Linked DNA regions of Sus scrofa: region 1 is linked to region 2. The links are chromatin contacts, called in public HiChIP or PLAC-seq maps. All regions are on one chromosome and are shown on one strand. Each heading gives the region's core, a stretch centred on a gene start, on an enhancer-like site or on the middle of the called end of the contact. The rest is flanking DNA. Distances are from core to core; before and after follow the strand shown. Region 1 overlaps IL1RAP (interleukin-1 receptor accessory protein). Region 2 has its middle 77 kb from the start of P3H2.

Evidence for each region. HiChIP or PLAC-seq counts read pairs in DNA pulled down with a chosen protein or histone mark.
Region 1: an H3K27ac HiChIP or PLAC-seq map of alveolar macrophages shows a contact between it and region 2. The contact joins two enhancer-like sites. A contact is called at or near these places in 1 of 47 Hi-C or Micro-C datasets (embryonic fibroblasts) and 1 of 2 datasets of contacts at active chromatin or transcription factors (alveolar macrophages).

What each region holds. Positions count from the first base shown.
Region 1 is chr13:127,982,881-127,988,663 of Sscrofa11.1, reverse strand. The region is part of intron 2 of IL1RAP (interleukin-1 receptor accessory protein); the gene reads right to left. Among named protein-coding and RNA genes, the nearest start is that of IL1RAP, 52 kb to the right of the region's middle. Within about 2 kb of position 3,388, at least 9 of the 83 cell types and tissues checked have an H3K27ac peak or open chromatin away from gene starts, as enhancers often do. A contact at or near this core is called in alveolar macrophages, where this site is marked.
Region 2 is chr13:127,646,136-127,652,032 of Sscrofa11.1, reverse strand. No RefSeq gene overlaps it. Among named protein-coding and RNA genes, the nearest start is that of P3H2, 77 kb to the right of the region's middle. Within about 2 kb of position 1,817, at least 10 of the 83 cell types and tissues checked have an H3K27ac peak or open chromatin away from gene starts, as enhancers often do. A contact at or near this core is called in alveolar macrophages, where this site is marked.

The DNA.
Region 1 (5,783 bases), core at 2,139-4,638, 340 kb before region 2:
GAATAGATTTACAAGGAGATCCTGCTGAATAGCATTGAGAACTTTGTCTAGATACTCATGTTGCAACAGAAGAAAGGGTGGGGGAAAAATGTAATTGTAATGTATACATGTAAGGATAACCTGACCCCCTTGCTGTACAGTGGGAAAGTAAAAAAAAATAAAATAAAATAAAGAACATTAGGGTGACTTTTATAAGTCCAATGACCTTTAACATTGGATCTAAGAATAGATCTAAGAATAAAATGAAACTGTATTTTTCACTCATTCTCCAAATGTTTGGACTAAATTGCATAGAAATGAAGTGTGTTCAGGATGACCAGCCATGAGCAACAGAGACAGGACTGAATGTCACAAGTACATCCAAGTATGGAGTTTTTCAAAAAGCACATTCAAATAATATAAGGTCTCCAGAGCTGGCAACAAATCTGAATCTTTATGAAAAGCTATGCCATTGCATAGCAGTAAAATATTATAGGTCTTTGTCAAAGAAAGACAAAATGAAAAAAGAGAGAGAGAGAGAGAGAACTGGACAACTATATCTAAAATACATTAAGTGCAAATATTCCCTTTACCTGTCTTTACAATCTGTTCACAACCTACCTTTCTAGCTTGGCTTCTAAATACCTTCACATTCTCCCTTCAGCTGAACTGAACTATTCTGTCCCCAGTAAGAGATGCATTTTCTCCTAGAAAACAGCAGTGGTCTTTGAAAAGTCTTCTTCAATAATTCCCTACAGGACTAATAACTTTCTCTGCTGTCTCTTGCAATTTTGTTTGGTTTTTATTTTCTTTCTCTCAGAATTTACTATAAGATGCTTACAATAAGAACCTTCCCGTATTTACTCTGATTCTATAGTATAAAATGGTCAAACTCATGATCTTTAGAATAAAGTGAAATCCTTGTACGATAAGTACTTCCAATAGAAATAATTAAATAATGAGAAGCTTGTACTTTGTGTTACGTCCATGGTGTAATAAAACCCAGCCCTTTAATAAAAAAGCAAGAAGGAAGAATTGGTTGGAGTTTTGCTGTTGTGGGTTGGTTGGTTAGTTTGTTGGATGGTTGTTTTGCTATTGTTGGTTGGTTGTTTTGCATGTAAGAACTTACATGACACAGTGAAGCTGAGTGATTAAAGGATGAATGTCATTAAACAGCTCACAAAGTGAAAACAGCTAGAACTTGAACCAATGTCTCTTGATTCCTGGCAAGCCAACAATGTTTTTACTTATTTATTTTCCACAGTGTTAATTTATTCTCATTAAGCCACATGATTGTTTTCACCCTCTGCAAATTTCTTTAAAAATAATGATAAAGAAATGAGGGAACTAAAGCTCTTATATTGCCACAATTCCTTTCTTACCTTCATCACCAGAAGAAAGCCCTAAGGGAAGGCAATGGCGTATAAAAGAAAGAGCACTGCTTTGGGAAGAAAGACAGCTTTCAAATCCCAGCCCTACAGGCAAGCCATCGTGAGTACTGTTAACTGAAGCCACTAACTGGCATTACATTTCCTAAATTGTAAAACAAGTGTAAAAATCTCTACACTCTACTCCCATCACAGTGTTTTTCTGTAAAGTTAATGATAATGTGTGTGAAATCTAGCCCCGCACCTGGCACAGAGTCAACTGTTGTCTTTGAAAATAAAAAGCTGTATTCAAAGATGTGTGCATGTGTATGTGTGCATGCATTTGGGGAAGAAAATTCATTGCTATCATTATTTTATGTGGTCTGAGCAGCAAATAATTTTGATATGGCAATATTTTTAAAGTTCACCATATTATATGTGGTGACATTCTAACTACCTCTCCAACTTGGAATCACAAGTTCCAAACATTTATTTCTATTCTAAAAGCAACTTTAACAGTTTCTCTTTCTTACATGCTGCCAGTGAAATACACCAAAAGAGAAATGTGTGGCAAGACAAACTTTGCTTCTGGAATTCTTGCAAAGGAGAACTTCTTTGAGTTTAGTATTAGAAATGTTTAATTCTATAACAAGCAAAAATAAGACTACTGAGTTTTGAGTTTACATTACAGTGAATTTCCTCCTGTGGTGGTGGTGGGGCATCTCAAAGGAGGAGGCAGGGGGAGTAAAGGTAATAATTATTATGTAGAAAACACAGAAATCTATCACTTAGATTTATCTTTATTACTATTATTAATCAATTACTTAGATAATTCTTATCTAGAAAAGGTAGAAATCTATTACTTAAACTCTAAGAAATTTATTACTTAACTAGTTAATTATCATTAATTATTAATACATTACTTAGATAATTCTTATCTAGAAATCTATTACTTATTTCTTTAACAATGAGAAAAACCTGGGATCTTAACCTTTTTTTCCCTAAATTATTTATATTCTAGTAGAGTCCAAAGGGAATGTATTTAGTAAAAATAATATGCACCTTGAGAACTGAGAAACTAGTTGAAATCACAGTTGCTTTAAGTATTAGTGACTTTGGATAACTCACTTAACCACTTTGATTCTAATTTTCTTATCCAAAAAAGGGAGTTAAGCCTGACTGGTCTATGTTCAGGGTGTGAGAATTAAATGACATAGAATATACAAAAATTCGAAGGGAATTTTGTTTCAGCAAAGGGAGCTTTATTATCACTGCTATCGCTACCACATATAATTATATTTTCACTATTATAATTATCCCAAGCTTTAATTCCTTAAAAGAAAGTAAATGCTGGCTTTTGATTACTTGCTTTTATCACCACCAAAGATGAAATGTTGCTCCCACCTTCTTGAGTGAAGATGGAAATCACAGTACGGCCACAGAAAGTCTATGTTCTCTAGTCAGAATTGTGTACCTTGAAGACCAGTTCACTGCACTTGAAATGCACTGCATGGAACTAAATCTCTTATTCATTATGATTCCTTTCTAAAAATATGAGGTTTTCCTTAAGAGAAGGTTCTACATGGAGGTGCCCAGAACCACAAGACAAAATTCTTACTAAATATGCATGCACAGAGCTTTAGGGTGTTCAAGCTATTTCTCCTTTGTTCCTTGCATCAGTCTTGTGAGTCCATTCATGTGGGTACCTGGAGCATAGGAAGAGCCTCATGAAAGACCAACGCATCCACTGTTGTCTGTCATTGTAAGAGGCACGATGTAAGAGAGGGTGGTTGATCTCTCAGTATGTGCATCGATTCCTTTTTTCTTCTAGTAGCCCAGGGCCTTTTATTTTTGTCAACAACGCTTCCTTTTTGTTCCTCTCCCTCAACTAGGAAGTGCATCACTAACACAGACACAATATACCTTTTCATAAGGAAGGCAAATGAATATTGGCCAGATGGGCTGAGGACATTACAACATGTTTCCTGCTCCCATGGTGACTCAATGGGGCTGGTATGAGAATTTATCTCATTCAAGAAGTCAGCTTCCCCGGACAGAATTATGAGTCAGTTCCTGGGTGGAAAGCTCGCTTCCCAATGACCTGTGAGGGGGTGGGGATGGGGGCTCCTTGGATAGATTACAGTAAAAGTCATTCAGAAAAGCAACTCTGCCAGGACCAGTGAGACAATAGCACCCACTAACTCCTGAGACTTCACTGATCTTTACCAAGAGTAACAAGGTCATCTCTCCCTTTTCCTTCAAGGTGAGGACATAAAAAACCACATTAATGAATGACTGGTATGAATCCAAACAAGATCCATTATAAAACTGGCCAATTTGGGCAAAAAAGGATGTGAAGGGACATTTTTTTCATCCATTGAATATATACATGATTTGAGTTCCTACTACGTGTCAATGTGCCAATCTTTACTCCAAGTGTTTGTGTAACAAACAAAATGGACAAGTCTCTGTCTTTGGGTAGTTTAAAAGTAGAGAAATAGGGAGGGAGGAAGGAAAAGAAGGAGAGAGAGAAAGAGAAAAAGAAAGAAAGGAGAGGAGGATGGGGTTGGGAGGAAAGACAAGAGGAAGAAGGAGAAGGAGGGAGAGGAGAAGAAGAGGAGGAGAGAAAATAAAGAGTTAATATAATGTCAATAATAAATATTATGAAGAAAACTAAAGCAGAATAGAATAGAGAATGACTGGCAGGGCTATTTTAGTTCAGGTGGTTAAGGAAGACCTCTCTAAGAAAATAGTATTCAAGGATACAACTAAATCAAATAAGAACTAACTACCATCAGGGGTTATATTAAGTGTATTTATTTTTCAATTTTTGGCTGTGCCTACAGCACGTGGAAGTTCCTGGGCCAGGAAGCGAACCTGCGCCACAGATACAACCAGAGCCACAGCAGTAACAATGCTGGATCCTTAACCTGCTGATCCACAAGGGAATTCCTCGGTGTATTTAAAAACCAAGACATCAGGGCACTGGTCAGTCAAATGAAACACTCAGTTAAGTAGGAGAGATGCTGGGCTAAACAGACAGTCAAGCTATACACTTGTGCATCCCAGCTGAATATTAGCCCTGCTTATAATATATTCTTTCCTCTGTGAAGCCTCCGAGGGCCAACAAGGTAAGAAGTTATCTTTCCTTGTCTAAGCTTTGAGCTGCACTCTGTTCTAGTTATACCCTTTAGTGCTATTTTTGGTTTCCCATAAAATACTTCCAGTGGCATAGCAAATCTGAAACACACCCGGAAAAAATAATCAGGTAGGACAATTCAAATCTATGTGTGTGAAGAAGAGTTGCAAGGCATATATTAGAGAACATGGTCATAGTTTTACGATTATTGTTTTAACATCTCTGAAGGCTTCTCACATAGAAAAAGAATTAAAGTAATTATATTCAAATTCTGGTCCGTCCGTGGTCAGGGAAATTACACAGGGGAAGTTTCTTTTTTTTTTTGCAAATGAAGATATCCAAGTTCCCCACATTAAAATTAAAGAATAACTAGATTAGGTATTTTCTATTTATTTTTTCAAGTAATCATAGTTATGATAGTTCAGACTAAAAATAAACATCACCAATGTGGACTGTATTTGCAGGACAACACACATTAGGTGTAGAAGCTACTTTTCACCCCCAAACACTAAATGTAGTCTATCACAATTAACCACATTCAATGCAAAGCATATATATTCAAAGGATAAGTCATAAGTTATATTGCTCCAACAATTGGGTTAATTTTGTTCAAACAGATTGATCAAGGTCAGTCAAATATTAAGACTTCTTCAAATTCCCATGGTAACATGGATAGTGCCTGGATGATATAACATGTATATATGTTTCAATTTGATATTAAATAATTAAATTTCACAATTTAACTTGGACTATTCTACAGAAAGAATATATAAATATTGCATGCTATAAAAATTGTACAACATGACTAAATAGTCTAGAACAAATTTACCTTCTTAACGATTTTCCAGCTGTGTTTTCTAGAGTTCTATTACCAGTGCTATTAAGAATGTTCTGAAGGTGGCAAAAACAGAAATAACCTCCCTTCCCTCTTCAATAAAAAACAGTTCTATTTTTTTAATGCAACAATAGGGTATTTTTTTATTTAAACAAGGTGGTCGAACCATAGAAATATATGGCTATGACAAACTTCAGTTAAATGCACTAAAAATTTTTAAAGATTTTGATCAATCCAAAGACATAATGTGCTGAAATTAGATGATCACTAGTTAGAAGTCCCATAGAATGGTTCTGAATAGTACTTCTAGAGATGAGAGTAGACCTGCAAAAACAGACTTTCAAGTCCCCTGTAACTCTGATGTCCTATGATCCAGGTTCATGATAACTGAGTTTCTTATTTAAACTCAATAAAGGCTTTGGCTGACTCCTCTTACACCATGAAGCAACATCCAAAGAAAGAA
Region 2 (5,897 bases), core at 568-3,067:
GACAATGATAGACTTTACAATAATATTTATTCCTTTAATGTTCATGATTTTTTTTTCTTATGGCACTTGTACCATGATACTAATTTCTTAAAGACGTTTAACAATCTCCTTAAAATCTAGTGCACATATCTATGTTATGTTAGAACAGGATATGGGGCTTTGTGAAATGAAAAAGGGTGGAACCTCTTTTTGAAGTGAAGAGCTCTTTTCATTCAGGCTGGAGAACAAGTCCTACAGGTTTGGATAAAGCCCCTGGGGTACACAGGTGACCTCAAAGGCCCACAGGGTTTGAGGGTAATAAACAAGACTTGCTGACTCCAAACTGCAAGAGGAAGGTCTGACATTTCTTTCTTAACCTTGAGAGAGAAGTTCCCATTCAAATGGTGCTTTATCGTTACACTCATGTGTTTCAGAATAAGGTATTATAAAATTATACAAATAAGAGAAACATAATCTAGTAAAACAGACTGAGATGTGCCTAGTAGGAGAGACCGACAATTACACAAATAACTCTAAAACAGACAGAACACCCAAGGGCTCTAGTAGAGACATGAGCTGGGAAGTTTGGTTCCACTTGAGTCATCACAGGAGAGCACTGAATGATGCCTGGGATTTGAAATAGTTGATTTGATGAGAAACATTTCAGGCTGAAAGAATAGCATTAGCAAAGACTTTTGCACATCCGTAGTAACTGTAAGAGTGAAAGAATTAAAGGCACATCTTGTGGATTTGCTGGGGCTCTGACGATGAAGAGAAAAACTTAGTGGGAAATAAAGGGGGATAAATAACTCCTTGACTTGAGCTAAACAGAAACAGCCATCTGGGCATAGTTCTCATTCTGGGAATCACTGATTCTTAGCTTAAAACTTTCTAGAATCTAGACTTCCTGTCGTGGTGCAGTGGTTAACAAATCCAACTAGGAACTATGAGGTTGCAGGTTCGATCCCTGGCCTTGCTCAGTGGGTTAAGGATCCGGCGTTGCCGTGAGCTGTGGTGTAGTTTGCAGACGCGGCTCGGATCTGGTGTTGCTGTGGCTGTGGTGTAGGCTGGTGGCTACAACTCCGATTAGACCCTAGCCTGGGAACCTCCATATGCTGCGGGAAGCAGCCCTAGAAAAAAGGCAAAATAAATAAATAAATAAATAAATAAATAAATAAATAAATAAAATCAGGATTAAAAAAAATACTTTCTAGAATCTATTTGTGTCTTCAGTGCTACATCCTGGGAACCTCCATATGCTGCGGGAAATGGCCTTAGAAAAAAGGCAAAATAAATAAATAAAATCAGGATTAAAAAAAAATACTTTCTAGAATCTATTGGTGTCTTCAGTGCTACATCCTAAGGGGAGACAAGAAGCGGGTGATGTATTGTAGCGCAGTCTCTCTACTCTGGAAAGTCCATTGAGCTCACTCTTTAGGAAGACAATAAAGCCTCATTGCTGGACAGGACTACAGTTGGCATACCTGGTATTAAGAAGCTACAAAGCACAATCTTAGTGTCTTTATTTGTCCTTGGATTTTTCATTTTGGGATTGTTTTCTTTACTTTTTAATTTTTTGCCCAAATATGTACATTCCATTTTGTGGATTGCAGTTAATTCCCCAGGTCTCAGCTGTAAAAAGTTACTGCTGATGACACTTTCCAAACCATTGTCTCTTGACTGCCATCCCTATGAAATCTGTCACAAGTTTGAGAATGTTAAGAAAGAGAAAGCTGGAAGACATCCAACAGCATATTTCAAGCACTACTAGTGAGTGTCTGAATCAGACCTTCACCTTACAATGTAAGCAGACTCTATACTCCAAGGAGCCCCCTTGAGGCACCCACAAGAAGCATAGTCAGCCACTGGGTTTGAGCAATTCCAGGGGTGGCGCCCTGTAATAGTGGTATTCTGATGATGGAATCAGCCAAGAATGAACTCCCAGAAAGATCTCAGAAAGTCTGACATCATTTAGGACCTCAATTATCCAAGTAAATGCAGAAGAATATGAAATGGGAATTTCCCGTCTTCAGCCTGGCACCAACCCAAAGTATCTGACTGTGCCACAAAAGGAAGCAGTCCTTCCTCTCCTTGTGTGATGTTTCCTGTATCATGAGGCAGGGTTTTGTGAGTGGGGTACCTTAGATAAATGAGAGGATCTTTCAGTCAGAAAGGATTGCTGGAAGTCTTATCTGGTTTCTAGGTAGGTCCTCATAGAAAATATCAGAGAGAGAGAGATGCAACAGGAAAGGCTTGCTGTGGGAGAAGCACAGATGTTAGAATCAGAAAGTTGGCTTTATATCCTTCAGCTGCCACACTGGCCCTGACACTCTGGCTTAACTTTTCTGAGTTACACTGGAATATGGGGTGTGGGAAGGACAAGGTAGTAATACTGTTTTTTTAACACAGTAATCTCAAGAACCAAATGATGTAATATATATAAAAGTGCCACATAACCTACTGAGTCTCAAATTTTAACACGCATGCAAATCATCCAGGATCTTGTTAAAATGCAGATTCTGATTTGGTAGTTCTGGGGCAGGCTGGAGAGTCCGCATTTCTAACAAGCTCCCAAGTGACATGCCCTTGTGGCTGGTCCATAGAGCCCATTTTGAATAACGTGGTAGAGACTTTAGTGTCATGTTGTAATTGGTTATTACTAGCCTGTATCAACAACTTTTCAGGGAAGAGTATTCTTTTATTTATTTACTTATTTTTGACAAAGAGTTGTTTTTTAAGTATTTTATTCCTTTTTACATTTTCAAATTAAAGTATAGTTGGTTTACAATGTTGTGCCAATTTCTGGATATTCTTTAGTCTTTACATTTTTTTTTTAATTCACCACCTCCTATTCTAACCATCCACATCAATTCGCACATCTGCTCATTCTACAAAAGCTCACTTAATATAGTGAAAGGGTTCCCAAGTGCCCAAAATGACAACCAACATTTTCACTGAAGTCTAGGTTTATGGGAAAATGATTTTTTTCACTAGGTCTTTAAGAACAACGATTTCACACCTAGCCCTATGTAGATCAGGTATTTGGAGATTGTGATGAGGCAAAAAAAATGTTTAAGTGCTTGCTAAGTTGCAAAAGAGAATTAGAGGGGATTTTACTTAAAAAAAAATCCCTTGGAAGTCAGTATATAACATTTGCATATCATGTACATTGGTATAATGTATACATTTGTATACTTTGTACAATTTATCATTTTCAGGACACTTTCACATATGTCATCCCATTAATCTTTTGCAAAAAGGTAGGCTGGGCAGGTATCATTTGGCCCATTTTACAGATGATGAAACTGGAACACAGAGGGATTGAAGTGAGTTGCTCAAGGTTGTCCTCATAAGAGTTGCTGCAACCATAAGACAAAGCCCAGTTCTTCTGATTCCTAACTCACTGCTCTTTCTTCTGCCTCCCTGTCCTCAGTGCTTACCACACGGACAAAAAAAAAAAAATTATGGTTTGGTTTGTTAAAGCCTGGTTACAAGTTTCTGGGTAGCAGCATGTAAAAGGTGTCAGACATCACAGTTTTGGTTACTGCAGGTACGCCATCCCCCAGGGGCCCATCAACATGGGTATCTCTCATACTGATCAGTTGAAAACCTACTCCAACCCTGGATTTTCAGATGATTCATCTGCTTGTTTAACTTCCAGCCAAGAATGCAATGTCCTATTCCTTCTGGAATGTTTACAAATGAGAGTTAGAGCCTGGAGGTGGAGGACAACTTGATTACTACAATCATCCCAAATGCTTCTTGGTTTTCTACTCTTAAAAATTATTCTTCTTACCTTTCTTCTTACTTCCTCTATGCTATGTCCCTGATCACCCCAACGCAGAGCAATCTCAATCTCCTTCTCTTTCCCTGCACATTTTAACTGCCCTGTAAGGAACACTTGTAAAGCATTTAGCATTGTGTTTTGCCTGTAGTGATGTTTCACTCAGGGTGTGTGTGTGTGTGTGTGTGTGTGTGTGTGTGTGTGTGTGTGTTCCTTGCCAAATTCTCTGCGGTCAGGGACAAACACGTTTCATGTTTCCTCTTATAGTGAATGATGGAAATAAGGAATAGAGGCACAGAGTGAAAACTTTTTTGAATTTGGAATCAGACAATCTGAATCAATTTCTCATTAGCCATAGGACCCTGAACAAGACATTGAAATTTGAGCTTTCGCTGCATCATCTAGGAGATAGAATATTAGTAAATAAATGAGATATGTATCAAATATGTTTAAAAGTACTTTGTAAACTCATAAGGGTTGTATGAATGTGGAGCAAGTATTTGTATTTACTTTAAGAATAATGTAGATTAAATAGGAGGAGTCTGCTGGTAACATCAGTCAAGGACAAATGTGTTTGCTCGCCCCCCACAAAAATCTTCATATTTCTATGTCCTGCTATGCAAAGAAATATAGCCACATGGAAACAATGTTATTTATTTGCTTTTATAAAAGCAGGAATTACAAAAGATTTATGATTCAAGGAAAGCTGATATAATCCAGATGCTAAAACTGTTCATTAGGAGCTGTCAACATTGTAGTTTCATGGAATCCAGCTAGTAGGAGGTAAGTTTTGGCTTAGGAAATTCCCCATTTAAATTCTCAGTATTTTTGTAGAAATATTAGGTGACATAGCATAATTCGAAAACCTCTAAGAATAGAAAAATGATTCGCTTTTTAGAATGAGGATGCTGAAGTAAGCAGAACTTGCATATTACCAGCTCCTCTGAAAGTGATCCTAAAACCCAAAGCCCCTATTCTCTTCCTCCTTATCCTCTTTCTGTTGCTACCACATCAAAATACTTCCTGTTTCTGGCCCTGAGACTATTCCACCCCATTCCTTCTCCTCTCTCTTATCCCATCACATACTAATAATAGTTGCTACGTATTTAATACCTACCAGGTGTCAGGAGCTGTCCTGGTGATCTTTGTTATTTGTAACTTTCAAATACATCTTGCCAGAAAGCTTCTGTTGTTCCATGTTATAGAAATCACAATCCCAAGAATCTCAAGTACATAGCTTACATTCCCTCAGTGGATCAGGCGACCAGGATTTAAACCGGGTCCCCAGTGATGCTTGGCCCCTGCTCTCACCAATCAGCATCACTGGACAAATCTCACCTTTTTTCTTTCAAGTTATTTTACTTTAATTACCTAAACAATTTTTTTCCATCACTTGAATCTACCTATAGACAACTTTCAAACGAAATTATGAAAACATTGAACATCCTGCAGACAACCACTTTTCAAATTAAATTAGAAACACCAGATGACACAAAAAAATAAGAGTATGAAAAAGAACATAAAACATGATGAATTGAGTAGTGACATTGCTCATATGTAACCAAAATATGTATTAAGAAGGGACTGGTTTAGTTAATAAAAAGAAATACTAGGTTATAAAGCAAAACCCCAAGTTCCAGTCGTTGTTTTATAAATGACTTTCTGTGAGATAGCTGGTAATTATCTTTTCCCTGCAGATCTCAGGTTTCCCATTTGTAACACAGGAAGTTCTATGAAATGCATCACTTATGAATGGCCGACTGTCCTTGACCTTAGCTTGTCGAGCTTTATCCCTTACCTTCCACCCACATGTCCCTGCCATGTCTTTCCTCTCTTTCCAATCTATCCTTACTTGACAATTACTTTCTTGCTCAGAAAGGCTTTATATTAGTCTGTCAGCACAATGCCAGCACTATTTTAACTTAATGATTCTCTAAATTAATTTGCCAAACTGAAGCTTTGTTCTAACTAATCGTTATCTACAAACTCACACATCTAGGAAAAATTTTTTTCTAATACTCATGAAACTTACTGGATAACTTAAATCTTTTTTAGTCCCTGAATCCCAAATCTTATATATCATCCATTGTAAACAAATTACACTTTGGGAAGCTCAGATTTTCCCTTGGGACAC